Linked DNA regions of Sus scrofa: region 1 is linked to region 2. Evidence: chromatin contacts called from public promoter capture Hi-C data. All regions are on one chromosome and are shown on one strand. Each heading gives the region's core, a stretch centred on a gene start, on an enhancer-like site or on the middle of the called end of the contact. The rest is flanking DNA. Distances are from core to core; before and after follow the strand shown. Region 1 holds the start of AATF (protein AATF). Region 2 holds the start of MRM1 (mitochondrial rRNA methyltransferase 1).

Region 1 (7,072 bases), core at 4,220-6,719, 340 kb after region 2:
GGAAATGGAGACCGCTCCCCACCTCCCACCTGGACCCGGATTCCCGGACAGACACCGCGGGCGTGAGCGCGAGGCCGGCGGGCGGCAAGAAAACAACCAGGGCAGCCGCGGGAGCGGCCAGCCGATGGTGACGCCGGGAACCGTGGGGAGGGAGGCTGCGCTTGTAGCCGCTGGAGGGAGGTGATGCGACCGGGGGCGCTCCGGGCCAACCAGGAGGGTCCTGGATCTGGGAAGTCTGTTAGTTGTTGTCTCAGAGTTCAGCAACAGCGACAACAAACTCTTATAGCTTCAGAAACGCCGACCTGCTGTGCATCAGGTGGGACTATATATATATATTTTTTGTCTATCTGGGTTTTTTGGTTTTTTTGTTTTTGCCAAAATTGCAAAATTCTAAATGTAAAGCCCTCAGTATCAACTCTTCTACCTTCACAAGGCTCTACACACACAGATACACACAGACACCCACCCACACACACAGACACAGACACAAACGATAGGACGGTCTCTAGCCAGACCTCTCAGTAAAATGACTTGAACATCAGCTGTACAAGAAAAGTATTCTACCTTCACACACACAAAATTTTTTTAAAAAGACTATTGAACTAAAAACAGTCAACTGTTTACGTATAATGTTAAATTCAGGAGTTCAGTGTTTTACTAATATAACCTGTTTTGAAACCTCTTGTTCAAAACAAAATGTTTTGAGCAATCAACCAAAATTGTTCATTTTCTTTTCCTGTAGATGTTCTGACAGATTTGCAGGGCTCACAGCTCACTGTGCTAGTATGTAAAAAGGTGTTGTTTACACAAGGCAAAGAGAAAACATGATATTCAGAAATTTGCCAAATAGAATAATTATAGCACAAATACTGTAAAGGTGCCTGGCACCACAACCTGAGAACGTGTTAAAAAAAAAAAAGTGTTACAAGGTTTAAAAAAAAAAAAATCTTTGCTAATTTTTAGTCCTGTTGAACATTCATGGAATTGTTAATATGACTTATATAGACCCACACAGGTTTTATTTTTGTGTCTTTAAAATAAAAGTCCAAAATATTTAAATTTTATGGTCAAATATGCAGTCAACAGCTGCTACTTTTTTCTTTATATATTAAATTTCTCATATGTCTTTTATTGTTCTGATAACCTAAGCTTGTGTGACCTCCAGTGCATATTAGACCATTCACTGTATGAAAGAAAACATGTTGAATAAATTTGTGAGTTTTTAATAAAAATAGAAAATCTGATGTTTAGATAATTGGTGTGTTATTTGATGTTTTAACAGCTGGAATAGAGAGGTGTGATAGGGAGTCTGCTGACCCTTCAGAAGCCAGGAGGCAGGACTGGGGGTTTTGTTTTTATCTTGGCTGTGGTCAAACCCCTTTGCAAAAGCCAGCCAAGATTTTCTCCATGCCTTCTCGCTGTTATGAACTACAGATTTGCATTTTATGGATTTAACTGATACAGTTGAAGAGGTGTTTGCTGATCAGTTAATACAGAATTTGAAATAGAAATCAAATCCATGGCTAAAAAGGAGTGGTCCCAGTTGGCGATTAGGCATGAGACCCCATGCAATTTCTCCCTCTCCCCCTCCAAACATGCAAAACTGAATGAATGTCAGTTACCTATAAATAGGTAGTTAGAGGTGGTCCTTTCCGGTTTCGATTCATTTCCCATAGATAATCCTGCTTTCTAATTTGGTGGTTTGAAAGATAACATAAAATGAATGTACAGCACAGCTAGAAATGAAATACTTTAATCCCTTTCACAGAAATGATATGAAATAGTTGTTTTATAGTATTTGTTTCATTTGAAGTTTCCCAGAAGGAAAACTATTTTGCCTGGCACAAGATACACTTTACTTTCTCTGAAAGATGAGCAGAAAGAACTAATGTAGAAATCACATTTCAACTGAGAGTTGCCAATAGGTTCTGAAAAGTAGTTCAATCCCTTCCAAGCCTTCATTAAACATGGAAGGAATTTAAATATCTTCTCTGCTATGAAATACATGTATGTGCTTTAATATCAGACACCATTAGAATTCCAGGATTTCTTTTCCGTATCACCTAGATTTCAGCTCTGGATTCTTTATTTCCCTATTTTTTTTTTAAATCAAAGGTTTTACATTAAGTGGTATGCAATTTCCAGTGCTGTTTTCTTATTTTGTTACAAGACAAACAAGTGTATCTTTCTTGCTTAGAAGGCTTTAAAATAAGCAATATTTCACCGATCCACATGACAGCTTATCCAATGGGAGGACAATCAGAGGAATTTTATGATATTCTTTCAGAAATCCAAATTTATGAAATAACAAGGGCGAATTTTGAAACTCCTAGCCTCGGCATGCAGCACATTTCTTTATGTGCGTTGTATGCAATCCCCAGATCAGCTTGTTTTTGCCCTTTTAGCATTTATATACATTAAATCATAGCCAACTTATTCATTATAGCCAGGCTCCTTTAAGAGACATTCATTTAACTGAACGTAGGCTCATTGGGAAGCTGCATTTTCCTATCAAGCTCGTTGAATTATTTAGCACCTTTATTGTGGGATCCGGTTCTTGATAGGAAGCATTTTAGAGTTGGGTGCTCGGGTGGACTCAGTTCTTCTGACTTTGTGGCAACCGCTCAGCCTTTCCCCCTTGGATCCAGAACACCGACGAATCCTGGTCAGGTGGCAAAGTTTAGCAGTCAAATTTGGAGCTTCCAGAGAGGAGGAGGTCTAGAAATGTCAGAGCTGTGCCGTCCACCTCTGGCCCTGAGGTGCACAGGAGCACTGCCCTATCCCCACAGCGCACTGGGAGCTCCCAGGAGAGGCGTAGGGGCTGGAGGGGAAAGCCCAGTCCGGCAGCTCCCCTCCACCCCAGAGTGCAGTCTCCTCTGCGGTCCTGGGCTTGGCAGCTTGGTTTCTCCCTGCGGCCATCTTAAAGCCGTCACCTCTGTGCCTCTAGCCACCTGTCCCCAGGGTTCCAGCAGCTGGGAGCTGCTATCTGCCCTGGACAAGGCCAAACTTACCCACCTCTCTTTTCCAGGTTGGAGGAAAGTGGGAACTGCTTTAGGGCGAGACCAGGTGGTGGAGGCTGATGCTTGGAGAGCCAGGATAGGGATTGGCAGGAGTCTGGGACGAGGGGGTTCATAGTATCTCTGAAGGGAGAAGAGAGAAAGGTAAGAACCTGACTTCTCTAAACTCTTCAAAGTCCCGGTCATGTGAACAGACAATGTGGGGAGAGGTGGTAATGTCACCCCTGCCCCATCCTCTGCTATTCTGACATCTGTCCGCTGTTATGCAGCCCTCAGGCAGCAGGCGGAGGGACTGTGAATTGGGAGACCCTCTGACCTTCTGACGTTGTTTTAGGAACATCTCCCATTTATTCCCTTCCTCCTCCTCATCTCATCTGCTCACATCACTAGGGCGGTCCAGGTTTACATTTCTTCTAGGAGGTAGAGTCTTAGAAATAGCCCATCCCATCAGGAAACCCCTCCTCCCTTCTCCAAAAACTTATAATCAAGTAGGGAGGGCTCCCCAGAGAGGGGATTTAGAAGATTACCCTTCTGCCTGTGCCTCAGCTTTTCTCAGCTGCATCTAAAGTCCTAGAACCCCTCCTTTCCTCTGATCACTGAATCCCCTCTCTACCCTCAGTATGGGTGAGCAAGCAGGGGAAGCATTTTGAGGGGCCCTGGGATGTGTGTGATTTTTGTCCTCAAAAGGCTTCCCAAATCAGTGGGCACCAGGACAGAGACTGGAGGGTAGGGAAGCAGGCATTTTCTGCCCAGAATCATCCAGCAGTGCCCTGTTTGCATGACAGCTTAGAGGCTGTTTCTGCCCTGCCTCACCTCCCTCCTTCTTTTCTCCCTTTTCTTTACCCCAAGGCCAGGTTCCTGTATTAGCGTCCAAAATAGGGAGGGAAGAGGGCTGGGGGAAGTAGTTTCCTAAATCTGGGGTGAGGAAAACATTTTGGTCCTTTGAAGCCAAGGGTGATGGCTGTCCCAGCATGGTCATGCTTTTGCTCTGGAGGCCCCAGACGTGGGCACCAGGCTGCAATTACAAGGGATATGTTTGTTTGTTCCATTTTATTTGTTTAAGAGCTCTTTTCTGGACTGAATTCTATTGCAGATGGTAAAAATCCAAACCAAAACAAAACACTTTCCTTCACCCCAGTCCCCTGCCTAGGGTACCCCCCCATCCGAGCCTGGAATTCTTTCCCTTCCATGTCTGAGGGTGTCTACCCTGAGAGCCTTCCTTCCCCCCTGCAGCCTCCTAGACAGGGGACATAGGACAAGTGGTCTCTTCTTGCTCTCAACAATGGGGACCTATGAAGACTGGGGAAGTCAGGGACCTTCAGTTCCCTTGGGTTCCACAGGAGACACTGGAGAACGGAAGGTTTCCCAGGCGGTTCAGCTGTGGGATCCAATTAGCCTGAGCTTTTCCCAAGCAGGGCATAGGGTATCCCTAACCCTGTCTCCTGGATCCTTTTGAGGGAGTTTCTGTTTAGGGGCTTCTAGGTCCTTACAGGTGACCTCAAACAGATCCTGGAAAGACAGACCACTTTATACTTACCCTCATCAATCCTTTTTGCAGTTTCTGTTTACTTGTTTGGCCCCCTAGGCTGATCACCACCAGGAGAGAATCACTTACTCATCTCTATCTCATCTAACAGCGCCTGCCACATAGTGGGCAGTCAAGGAATGTTTGAAGAGGGAAAGAGGATGTGAAGGGATTTTATCTTTCCATGTGCTTGGCTACCGTTTCTTCTTTGGTCTTTATATTTGACTCTACCTGTGCCCCTTGAACTGTAGATCTGAGTTTTTCCGCTTTTGTGCGCCAGTTTCAAGCATCTGAGTGTGCCCTCATCTTTGAAGAACAGCAAGGATATTAATACCTTTTGGTGTGCACGAGTAATCTCCACTCCACCCCCATTTCCCTACCCAGACAAGGCTCCTCTGGAGAAGCTACAGAATCGACCTTTATTTATTCACAGCCATAGTGACTTCTATTATTCTTATTAATAAGGATGCAGCAGTCCACTGCACAGCTACGCAAGCCCATCCCTGAGGCAGGATTTCCAAGTCATGGCCACCGCGGGGTCAGGGGCGTGTGCCCGACCCCAAACTCCTCCAAATTATGAAATGCCAAACCTGCTTTTGATTCTAGTCTGTGCGTGCCCTAAAGCACGCGTGAAGCTCGAGGCGCTCACTCTTTACTCCTCCTCCCTAAATCAGCCACCAAGGGTCGCGGCTACACTATTCTTTACTTTTTAGCCAATCTCAGACAAATCTTCAAGCGTACTTTACTCAAAAAAAACACCGCGCATCGCAGTCTCGGCTCAGCGCCAGCGGCGGCCACGTGCTCTCGCTCGCTCCCGCTCGCTCCCGCGCTGCCCAACACGCCCCCTCGGCGCACGCGCACGCGCGTCAGCCTTCCGGGCGTTTCCGCTTTCATCCTAGCAACGCCCGTAGTGACGCACAAAGTCCCGCCCCCTCCCGCGAGTCTCCCGGAAGTTGCCGATCCGGAGCTGGGCGCCCGGCTCCGAGCGTCCCTGGCTGTGCTGGGGAGCAGTCTCCGGCAGGAGGACCCGGCAGGGAGAGGGCGACATTCACGAGCGCGGCGCGGGCGAGACCTGGTGACCATGGCGGGGCCGCAGCCTCTGGCGCTACAGCTGGAACAGTTGTTGAACCCGCGACCGCGCGAAGCGGATCCTGAAGCGGACCCGGAGGAGGGTGAGGCCTGACCGGGGCAAGACCACGTGCGGAGCTGTGTGTGGGCCGTGCCGGGTGCGGACCTGGGCGGCGTGTGAAGGGCCAGCTGCTGGGCCCCCGCCGCCAAGCCTTCTCTGTTTCCTCTTGCGCAGAGGAAAACTGCCTCCCAGAGAGTGTCCCCCGGGTCTGGGGAGGAGGGTTTCGGGATCCTGACGCTCACTCTAGACTTGGTGCTCCTGTGGGCGGAGCATCCGGAGGACTCAGGCTTCGGTTCACTGTTGGTGCAGGGCTGTAGCAGGGAGCCAGAGTCTGGTAGCAGGTTGGAAGTTATCTTTAAGGATGTCTTTAATGGCACTGCATTAGAAATGAGGAGAAGGAAGTCTCATTCCCCCCCCCCCTTTTTTTTCCAACTCTGCCTGCCCCTGAGAACTTACTTGGAGGATGAAGGAAGAAGTAGGCTTCTGTGGTGCCATTTAAGCCTTTTTAGTCCTCAACACACTTGCTTAGCTGCTGACGAATAAGGCTGCTGTTCTGTAAGATGAGGTTCAAGGTCTAATCCTGCTTTAGGCTTGAGTCAGAGAAGTGTGAGGAAGGGGGAATAAGGAGGGATAAATGTGAGTGCTGGACCGTGTCTTAGAAGTAAGCAGTTGAAGGAACTGGGGCTGTTTAGCTAGGATAAGCAAACTCCCTGAGGGATGGGCTGAAGTGAAGATAGAACATGATGATGGCCGACTTAAAATATTTGAGCGACAGTCACAGATGAAAGAGGAATTAGACCAGTTTTCTATGATCCAAAACATGGAAATAATCCTTCTAGTAGATGCAGAGAGTCAGCTTTTTGTTCTGGAACAGCAGCAGGAGAGTAAGTGGTCTGCCTTGGGAGGTAATGACTTTGCTGTTCTTGGAACTTGGCGGCTTTTTTTAAAGTGGCCACACCTGTGGCATATAGAAGTTCCTGGGCTAGAGGTCAAATGTGAGTTGCAGGCAAACACGCCACAGCCACGGCAACATTCGGCTGGGGCTGAATCTGCGATCTTTGCCTACCCCACCCCCCAGCTTTTGGTAAGGTCCTTAACCTGCTGAACCACAATGGAAACTCATGGTGGGGACTTTTTTTTTTCTTCTCTTTTTAGGGCCACACCTGTGGCATATGGAAGTTCCCAAGCTAGGGGTCAAATCGTAGTTTTAGCTGCCGGCCTACACTGCAGCTTGTGGCAATGCTGGATCCTTAAACCACGGAGCGAGGCCAGGGATTGAACCAGCATCCTCATGGGCTTCAGTTGGGTTTGTAACCTACGGAGACACGAGAACTCCCATGGTGGGGATTTTGTAGAGGACATTCAAGTATGAATTCAAAGCCTCGGCAGTGTTACCCAGTG
Region 2 (7,743 bases), core at 1,012-3,511:
GGCAGCCATCACTGTGACGCTGGGACCCTGTAGCCTCCACCCCTCTCCTGCAACCTCCCCAAGACCCGGCCTCTGTTGGAGGTTCCGGTCCTGAGCAGGCTCTCTCTGTTGGCCCAGTGCATCTCTCCAGGAGTCGTGGAGACACAGTTCGCCTTCAAACTCCATGACAAGAACCCTGAGAAGGCAGCTGCCGCCTATGAACAAATGAAGGTGGGGCCCAGTGAAGCCACTCGTTCCCTAAGCGAGGGCAGGGGGAGGCGTGGCCTTTAGCCAGTCCAGCGCCCCTCCTGGAAGGTGGGGATGGGAGTGGGGATGCTGGAGCGGAGCTCAGCGGCGGGAGGGAACCTGGATCCATTCTGTCCGCCTCTCACCCCTTTCCCCCGGTGCTCCCAGTGTCTCAAAGCTGAGGATGTGGCCGAGGCTGTCATCTATGTCCTCAGCACCCCACCACACGTCCAGGTGAGTCTGACCTTGGCTGTCCACCCGCCTGGAGGAGCCCAGCCATCCCCAGACGAGGAGAGCAGGGAGGCCTTCGGGGGTGGGGGGAGCATCCTGGCTTCCTCAAGCCTCGTGTCTTCCGCAGATCGGGGACATCCAGATGAGGCCCACGGAGCAGGTGACCTAGTCTCCCGAGAGGAGCTCTTCCTGCCCTCACCGCCCCTCACGGCTCGGCACTCGCCTCTGGGTTTTAGGTGTTGATTTCGGGACTCTTGGATTCTATGTCCTTTCCCCACCCCCACCAGGGGCTAGAAAACTTGCTTGAGGTTTTTATATAATCTTGTCAAATGGGCTGGGGAAGGGAGGTGGTGTCCCTGATTGTTTGACCTGCTGACTTATTCTTGGTCCCCTTCTTGGGCTCCTTGGTCTTTGCTGTCTCTGGTTTCTCCCCTTGGATTGAAGCAAGGGATGGATCCCCAAGTGGGGCTTTTCTCTGTCGCCTTGACCCCATCCCCTGGCCCTCGGGGATGAGCTGGCAGAGGGAAGCCCTCGCCTTCCATCCGAATGGTAATCGGGGCTCCCGGGTTCCTCCTCTCCCTGTCCCACTGCCCCCACCACTGCTTCTCTCCCCACCCCCCACCCCCCAGTTCTCCAGCCCAATTTTGGCTTCTCAGTCCCTGGTGGGGTCCTCTCTCCACTCGGACTTTGGCAGCGGAATACCAGGGCCTGCCTCCTGAGTGGGTTTCACTGTGATCATTAAAAAAGAAAAATCGCAACAAGCTACCTTGGCTTCAGAAGTATCTCTCAGTTCTTCCCCCTTCCTGTGATCAGGAATGCTTGTGTCTCAGAGTTTCTTCTAGGACAGTGGGAAGGTGGGTGGGTTGGGGGCATCACCCCTGGAGTGTGGGTTACCTTTGGACTGAGTGTTGAAAATGGGTAGGAGTGCCTTCCTCAGTGGGTTAAGGATCTGGCGTTGCCGTGAGCTGCGGTGCAGGCCACAGACGCGAATCGGATCTGGCATGGCTGTGGCCTGGGCCAGCAGCTACAGCTCTGATTCAGCCTCTAGCCTGGGAACTTTCATATGCCCTGGGTGCAGCCCTAAAAAAAAAAAGAAAGCAAGAAAGAAAATAGGTAGGAGTTCGCTAGCCAGAAAAGAAAACAACAGAGTATGCTAGGCTGGAGGGCCAGGAAAAGCATGCAGCGTGGTGGGAACAGCAAAGAACATAGTGCAGGAGTCAGGTGAGACTGAAAGGTAGCTCCTGCCTGGATTCCTGGAGGTCTGAGTGCCGAGCCAGAAGTGGCCCAAGGGCATCCCTTGGCTTATCAGCAGGTGTGGGACAGGCCCAGAGCTGTCACTTAGAGAATCAGCACCATGGGACAGGAAGTTATTGGTGAGAGTCCTGCTGACTAGTGCTGAGGGTTTGATAGGCAGTGGAGGATTAGAGGAGGGGCTGGATGCAGGAGAAGCTTCTAAGGAAAATCACCAGGACCCAGTGGTGGACAGGGTGTGGGGAGGGAGTCACCACGACTAACGAGGTTGAACAGGAAAGCCAACACCTGCCCTTAAAGTGCCTTTGCTGCTCTCGGGGTGAGTGAGGCCCTCCAGCCTCTTGGGATCTTGCAGAATGTGGTCCCAAGTCGGGACTGTGTGGTCCACAGTCGGGTCAGCTCAGCTGCAAGCCCCTGTCCGGGCCACCGATGGGGCCGCGGAGGTCGTCGCTCAGCCGGCCCGGCAGGGGGCGCTGTGGGGACGACGTGGATGATGGGCATGCGCAGGGCAGCTCCGGAAGTGGGTGGGACCGCCCGAACGCGGAAGCGGAGCAGCTCACAAGGGGACTGGGAGGGGAAGGTTGGTGGCCGAGTATTCCTCAGTGTAGGGGCTGGGAGTGCGAGCTGTTCCTGTGTCTGAGGGGGTTTGCCGGGGGAAGCTTTCCGGTCCCCTTCACTCATTAGGGGCCTGGGAGCGGGCCCCGGCGGAGGTGACCGCTCCCGAGGACTCACTCGCGGAGTCGACCATGGAACTGCTCTCGGCCGCCAGGGGCGCGACCTGGCGTTGCTGCGGTCGTCTCCTCACGCGTCCTTTCTCCCAAGCGGCGCGGCGTGGGGACAGGCCCGGCGGGGAGGAGCTAAGCCGCCTGCTCCTGGACGACCTGGCGCTCCCCCCGCGGTCGGCCGGGGGACTGGAGCTTTTGTTTGGCTTGTCCCCATGTCTCCTGGCTCTGCGAGCCGCCCGCCGCCGCGTGGCCCGGCTCCTGCTCCAGGCCGGCAGGTCCGGGCTGCAAGGGGAGCGGGCCGAGCTGCTGCGTGTGGCGGAGGCGCGGGACATCCCGGTTCTGCGGCCCAGGCGGCGGAAGCTGGACGTCCTGTGCCGCTACCAGGTCCACCAGGGCGTCTGCATGGAAGTGAGCCCCCTGCGGCCCCAGCCTTGGGCTGAGGCCGGGGAGTCTCGGCCGGGAGACGACCCCCAGCAGCTGTGGCTGGTCCTTGAGGGGCTACAGGATCCCCGGAATCTTGGGGCCGTGCTGCGCTCCGCTCATTTCCTCGGAGTGGAGAAAGTCATCACCAGCCGGAAAAACAGGCATGGACAACCCTTCCCTGCGTGCCCCAATTTGGAGGCTCAGCTGAGTTCCTAAGCACCTTGACCCTTTGGGTGGTCCTTCAGGCAGGCCTCCCCATGGCCAAAATTCTCTCTCCTAACTCTTGGGGTCTGGGGGAGGGCACGGCGCTGGGTTTGAGATTACTCAGCCTCATAGGGGACTTGGGGAACCCTTGCAGCTGCCCGCTCACTCCAGTAGTCAGCAAGGCCAGCGCGGGAGCTATGGAGGTGATGGACGTGTTCTCGACTGATGACCTGGCCGGTTTTTTACAGGTAACGACGGGGGAAAGCGGGGTGTCAGTAAAGGAGAACAAATGAGCCAAGCTCATCCTCTCCAAGGGCCCCCAGGAGGAAGGGAACGGGGCGTTTTGGTACACACGCTTCCTCCATCCTTTTAAACCCCTTTGGGAAGCGACGGATCCAGAGTATTTTAAACCACACATGGAGCAGAATCTGATGTTAGGGACTTTGACTGCACACCTTTCCGAAATAAATGTCTTCGCTCCTCCAGCGAGTTTACTCAGTGCCTTACTGCCTGGGAAGTAGGTCTTCAGTAAATGCTCAGCTGTGAGGAGTTGGTGGCTCTTGGTTCCTCCAGTAGAGGCTCAGCTTGAAAAGCTCTTTGAACAAAGACTCGTTGATGCGTTTTCCCTTGTCCCTCCTGCAAACAAAGAAGCAAAGCAAACCCCCCAAAGCACCTCCACCACTAACAGAAAACCCTCTTTGATATATAGAAAGGAAAAGTAAGTAAAACCCCTTTCTTGGTTCATCCGTATTTCTCTTTAGCTGTGCTTTCCTTGATGGACACAAGGGGGCAGTATTGCCTTGAATTTGGCAGCATCCCTGACCCTCCTGCAGGACTCCAAGTCTTAGTCTTTGGATATTCTGTGTATATTCAATTTCTTGTTGGTCGCATCCAGTACGATGGCTTTAAATGCCTCCTAAATGTATGTCCTCCAAGATCTTGCTCCTGAGCCGCAGATTCACATATCTAGTGACCTATTCAACAGCTGGGTTTTTTTGTTTTGTTTTGCTGTTTAATGGGCATTTCAAACGAGATTTCCAAATGTCATTCCATTTCCTTGTGTTGACTTACCCAGCTCAGTTGATGGCCAGTCCATCCCTTCAGTTTTTTAGGCCAAAACCTTGGCATCCTTTTTTTTTTTTTTTTTTTTTTTTTGGTCTTTTTTAGGGCTGCACCCGTGGCATATGGAGGTTCCCAGGCTAGGGGGGGAATTGATGCTACGTCTGTGACCTACATAACAGCTCACGGCAACGCCGGATCCTTAACCCACTGAGCGAGGCCAGGGATCGAACCTGCGTCCTTCTGGATTCTAGTTAGGTTCGATAACCACCAAGCCATGACGGGAACTCCTTGGCATCCTTCTTGATTCTTCCTGCTGTCACCCCATGTTCCATCTGCCAGCAAATCTTTTCCTTTTTATCTTCATGTTATTTCTTTTTTTTTTAAATTGTTTTATTTTATTTATTTATTTATTTTTGTCTTTTTGCCATTTCTTGGGCCGCTCCCACTCCATATGGAGGTTCCCAGATTAGGGGTCTAATCAGAGCTGTAGCCACCGGCCTATGCCAGAGCCACAGCAACGCAGGATCCGAGCCACGTCTGCAACCTACACCACAGCTCATAGCAACGCCGGATCGTTAACCCACTGAGCAAGGGCAGGGATCGAACCCACAACCTCATGGTTCCTAGTCAGATTCGTTACCCACTGTGCCACAACGGGAACTCCGATATTATTTCTTTTCTGCCTTCTGACCATTTCTCAGCATCTCCGCTGTTACCACTCTGGTCCAAGCCACCATCCTCCCCTGCCTGGATCACTGCAGAAACCTAACCGGTCTGCTTGCTTCTGCTAGTGGCTCTCAACATAGGCAGAGTGATTCTGTTGAGTTGTCAGTCTGACCATGTTACTTTTCTGCTCAAAACCATTCAAAGCCTTTGCATCTCTTGGAGTCAAAGCCAAAGGCCTTCCAGTGGCCTTTGAGGTCCTTCCTCATGTGGCCCTTCGTTTCCTCTCCTGTCTCAGTGGATCCCTTTCCACTGGCCACCTTGCTGTTCTGCTGTTCCTCACGCGTGCCAGGGAAGCACCTGCCCCTGGGCCTTTGCAATAGCTGATCTCTGCCTGGAATATTCCTCCCCCAGATGCCTGTGTAGTGCCCCTCATCTCCTGCGGGTCTACACTCAAATGTCACTTCAGCGAGACCTTCCCTGGCCACCCTTGCACAAGGCTGGGATTCGGGCCTTTTTGTGTGTGTGTGTGTGTGTGTGTATTCTTAGGGCTACACCCACGGCATGAGGCTAGGGGTCAAATCAGAGCTGCAGCTGCCGGCCTACACCACATCCATAGCAAAGCCAGATCCCAACCACATCTGTGACCTATGCTGCAGCTCACAGCAACTCTGGATCCTTAACCCACTGAGCGAGGCCAGGGATCAAACCTGCGTCCTCGTGCATACTAGTCAGGTTCTTAACCTGCTGAGCCGCAACTGGAATTCCAGGCCTGTTTTGCTCATCGCCTTCTCCCCAGCACCTGGGACACAGCCTGCCCATTCCAGGTGCTTCCTAACTATTGACTGAATCCAGTGGCTCAGGGAGGGAATGAATGTACGGGCGAGGCTGGGCTTCTCCTTGCCAGGCTCTGCCGAAGGCTTGGTGAGTGGTGAGCTAGAATATGATTTCTTCTTTCCCCTTTCAGGCCAAAGCCCGGCAGGGCTGGCTCGTGGCTGGCACAGTGGGATGCCCTGGGCCTGAGATTTCCCCATCCTCCGAGGTGCCCATCACTAGCTGCTTGGACTTCCTCTGGGACCAGCCCACTCTCCTAGTGCTGGGTAGGTAGAGGTCCCCACCTTTCGTGCCGGGACATGCACCTGTGTGTCTAGCTGGGCCTCCCTAACCTTCTGTCCCCCTTCTCTGCAGGGAATGAGGGCTCTGGTCTGTCCCGGGAGGTGCAGGCCTCCTGCCAGCTTCTCCTTACCATCCTGCCCGGCCGGCAGCTGCCTCCTGGACTCGAGTCCTTAAATGTTTCTGTGGCCGCAGGTGAGTCTCCATTCCCCTTGCTTCTCTTTTTTTTCCTTTTTTTTTTTTTGGTCTTTTTGCCTTTTCCAAGGGCTGCTCCCACAGCACATGGAGGTTCCCAGGCTAGGGGTCCAAGCGGAGCTGCATCTGCCAGCCTACATCACATCCACAGCAACACGGGATCCAAGCCACGTCTGCGACCCACACCACAGCTCATGGCAACACTGGATCCCCAACCCACTGAGCAGGGCCAGGGATCGAACCCACAACCCCATGGTTCTCAGTCGGATTTGTTAACCACTGAGCCACAACGGAAACTCCCCCTTGCTTCTCTTTCTGATTGCACACAGACAGCTGGACAGCAGCTTCATCCTGAATGTATTTCTCAGGGTTTTGTTTTGTTTTTGCTTTTTTAGGGCTGCACCCAAGGCATATAGAGGTTCTCAGGCTAGGGATTGAATCAGAGCTGTAGCTGCCAGCCTACACCACAGCCACAGCAACATGGGATCCGAGCCATATCTGCAACCTACACTCTACAACTACACTAGCTCTTGGCAATGCCGGATCCTTTACGCACTGAGCAAGGCCAGGGATCCAACCCCCATCCTCATGGATACTAGTCAGGTTCATTTCCACTGCACCACAGCGGGAACTCTCGTGTTTCTCAGTCCTTAGTTGCTTTCTGTGCCAAATGAGAGCAGTACCTACATCCTGCTCAGGATGAAAGGAGGGAGTGCCTGGAACCTAGTCCTTCCTCTTCTCCATCTTTGTCCTTCTGTCTGTCCGTGCAGGAATCCTCCTTCACTCCATTTGCAGCCAGAGGAAGGGTTTCCCTGTGGAGCAGAAGAGAGAGCAGCACCTCCTCCAAGACCCCCAAGAACCCTGGCCCTTGTCTGAAGGGCCCAGCCTGACTCAGCACCCAGGACTGTGCTCGGGATCCGCAAAGCAGAGGCAGGACGGGGACTGACCTGGATGTCCCAGGTGTGTGCGTGCTGGGGCGGGCGCACACATCCGCACGCTCCGATGTGCCAGCGTCTCTTGCCTTCTTGCTCGAGTGTGCATCCAGGCCCCTGTTTATAAACGGCTGTCTTGGGGCAGGGCCAGGAGCTTTGCGGTAGAGACCAGAGGAAGTTCCGTTTTCTCGGTTTGGCTTTGGACGTGCAGTTGGAGACGGCGGTTGGTTAACTTCTAGCCTGTGCTGGGACGGAGGGTCTCTTTCTTCCCAGGCCCTGCCCAGGGGAGTGTAGACATCAGAAGGAAATCGAGGTGTTCCCATCGTGGCTCAGCAGTAACAAACCTGACTGGTATCCATGAGGACGCCGGTTCAATCCCTGGCCTTGCTCAGAGGGTTAAGGATCTGGCGTTGCCCTGAACTGTGATGTAGTTTCCAGGCGTGGCTTGGATTCTGTGTTGCTGTGGCTGTGGTGTAGGCCGGCAGCTGTAGCTCCGATTTAACCCCTAGCCTGGGAACCTCCATGTGCTGCAAGTGCAGCCCTAAAAAGCAAAAAACAACAACAAAAAAACGGGATCAGGCAGCCGTCCAGAGCCTTCTTCCTTCTGAACCAGTGGGAGAATATAGAGGGAAGCCCTCCTGTGGCCAGGCAGGGGTAAACCCAGGCTCAGACCCTGCCCCCCTCAGGCCTTGAGCACGTTGCTTCATCTTTATGTGTCG

Evidence for each region. Promoter capture Hi-C pulls out the DNA fragments that hold promoters and counts their contacts.
Region 1: a contact with region 2 is called in a promoter capture Hi-C map of liver, with 6 times the contacts expected there. The contact joins the promoter of AATF here to the promoter of MRM1 in region 2. A contact is called at or near these places in 2 of 5 promoter capture datasets (fetal liver and liver), 6 of 47 Hi-C or Micro-C datasets (embryonic fibroblasts, epiblast stem cells, fibroblasts and 2 more) and 2 of 2 datasets of contacts at active chromatin or transcription factors (alveolar macrophages and skeletal muscle).

Annotation. Positions count from the first base shown.
Region 1 is chr12:38,456,340-38,463,411 of Sscrofa11.1, forward strand. It overlaps AATF (protein AATF), which reads left to right and starts at 5,470. Exons shown (of 12, transcript XM_003131707.4): 1 at 5,470-5,714. The coding sequence starts at 5,624. It overlaps LHX1 (LIM/homeobox protein Lhx1), which reads left to right. Exons shown (of 5, transcript XM_003131706.4): 5 at 1-1,244.
Region 2 is chr12:38,122,140-38,129,882 of Sscrofa11.1, forward strand. MRM1 (mitochondrial rRNA methyltransferase 1) reads left to right here and starts at 2,262. Exons shown (of 5, transcript NM_001244822.1): 1 at 2,262-3,016; 2 at 3,214-3,307; 3 at 5,752-5,884; 4 at 5,973-6,092; 5 at 6,863-7,743. The coding sequence starts at 2,454. The coding sequence ends at 7,038. It overlaps DHRS11 (dehydrogenase/reductase 11), which reads left to right. Exons shown (of 7, transcript NM_001244532.1): 5 at 118-210; 6 at 394-459; 7 at 584-1,221. The coding sequence ends at 625.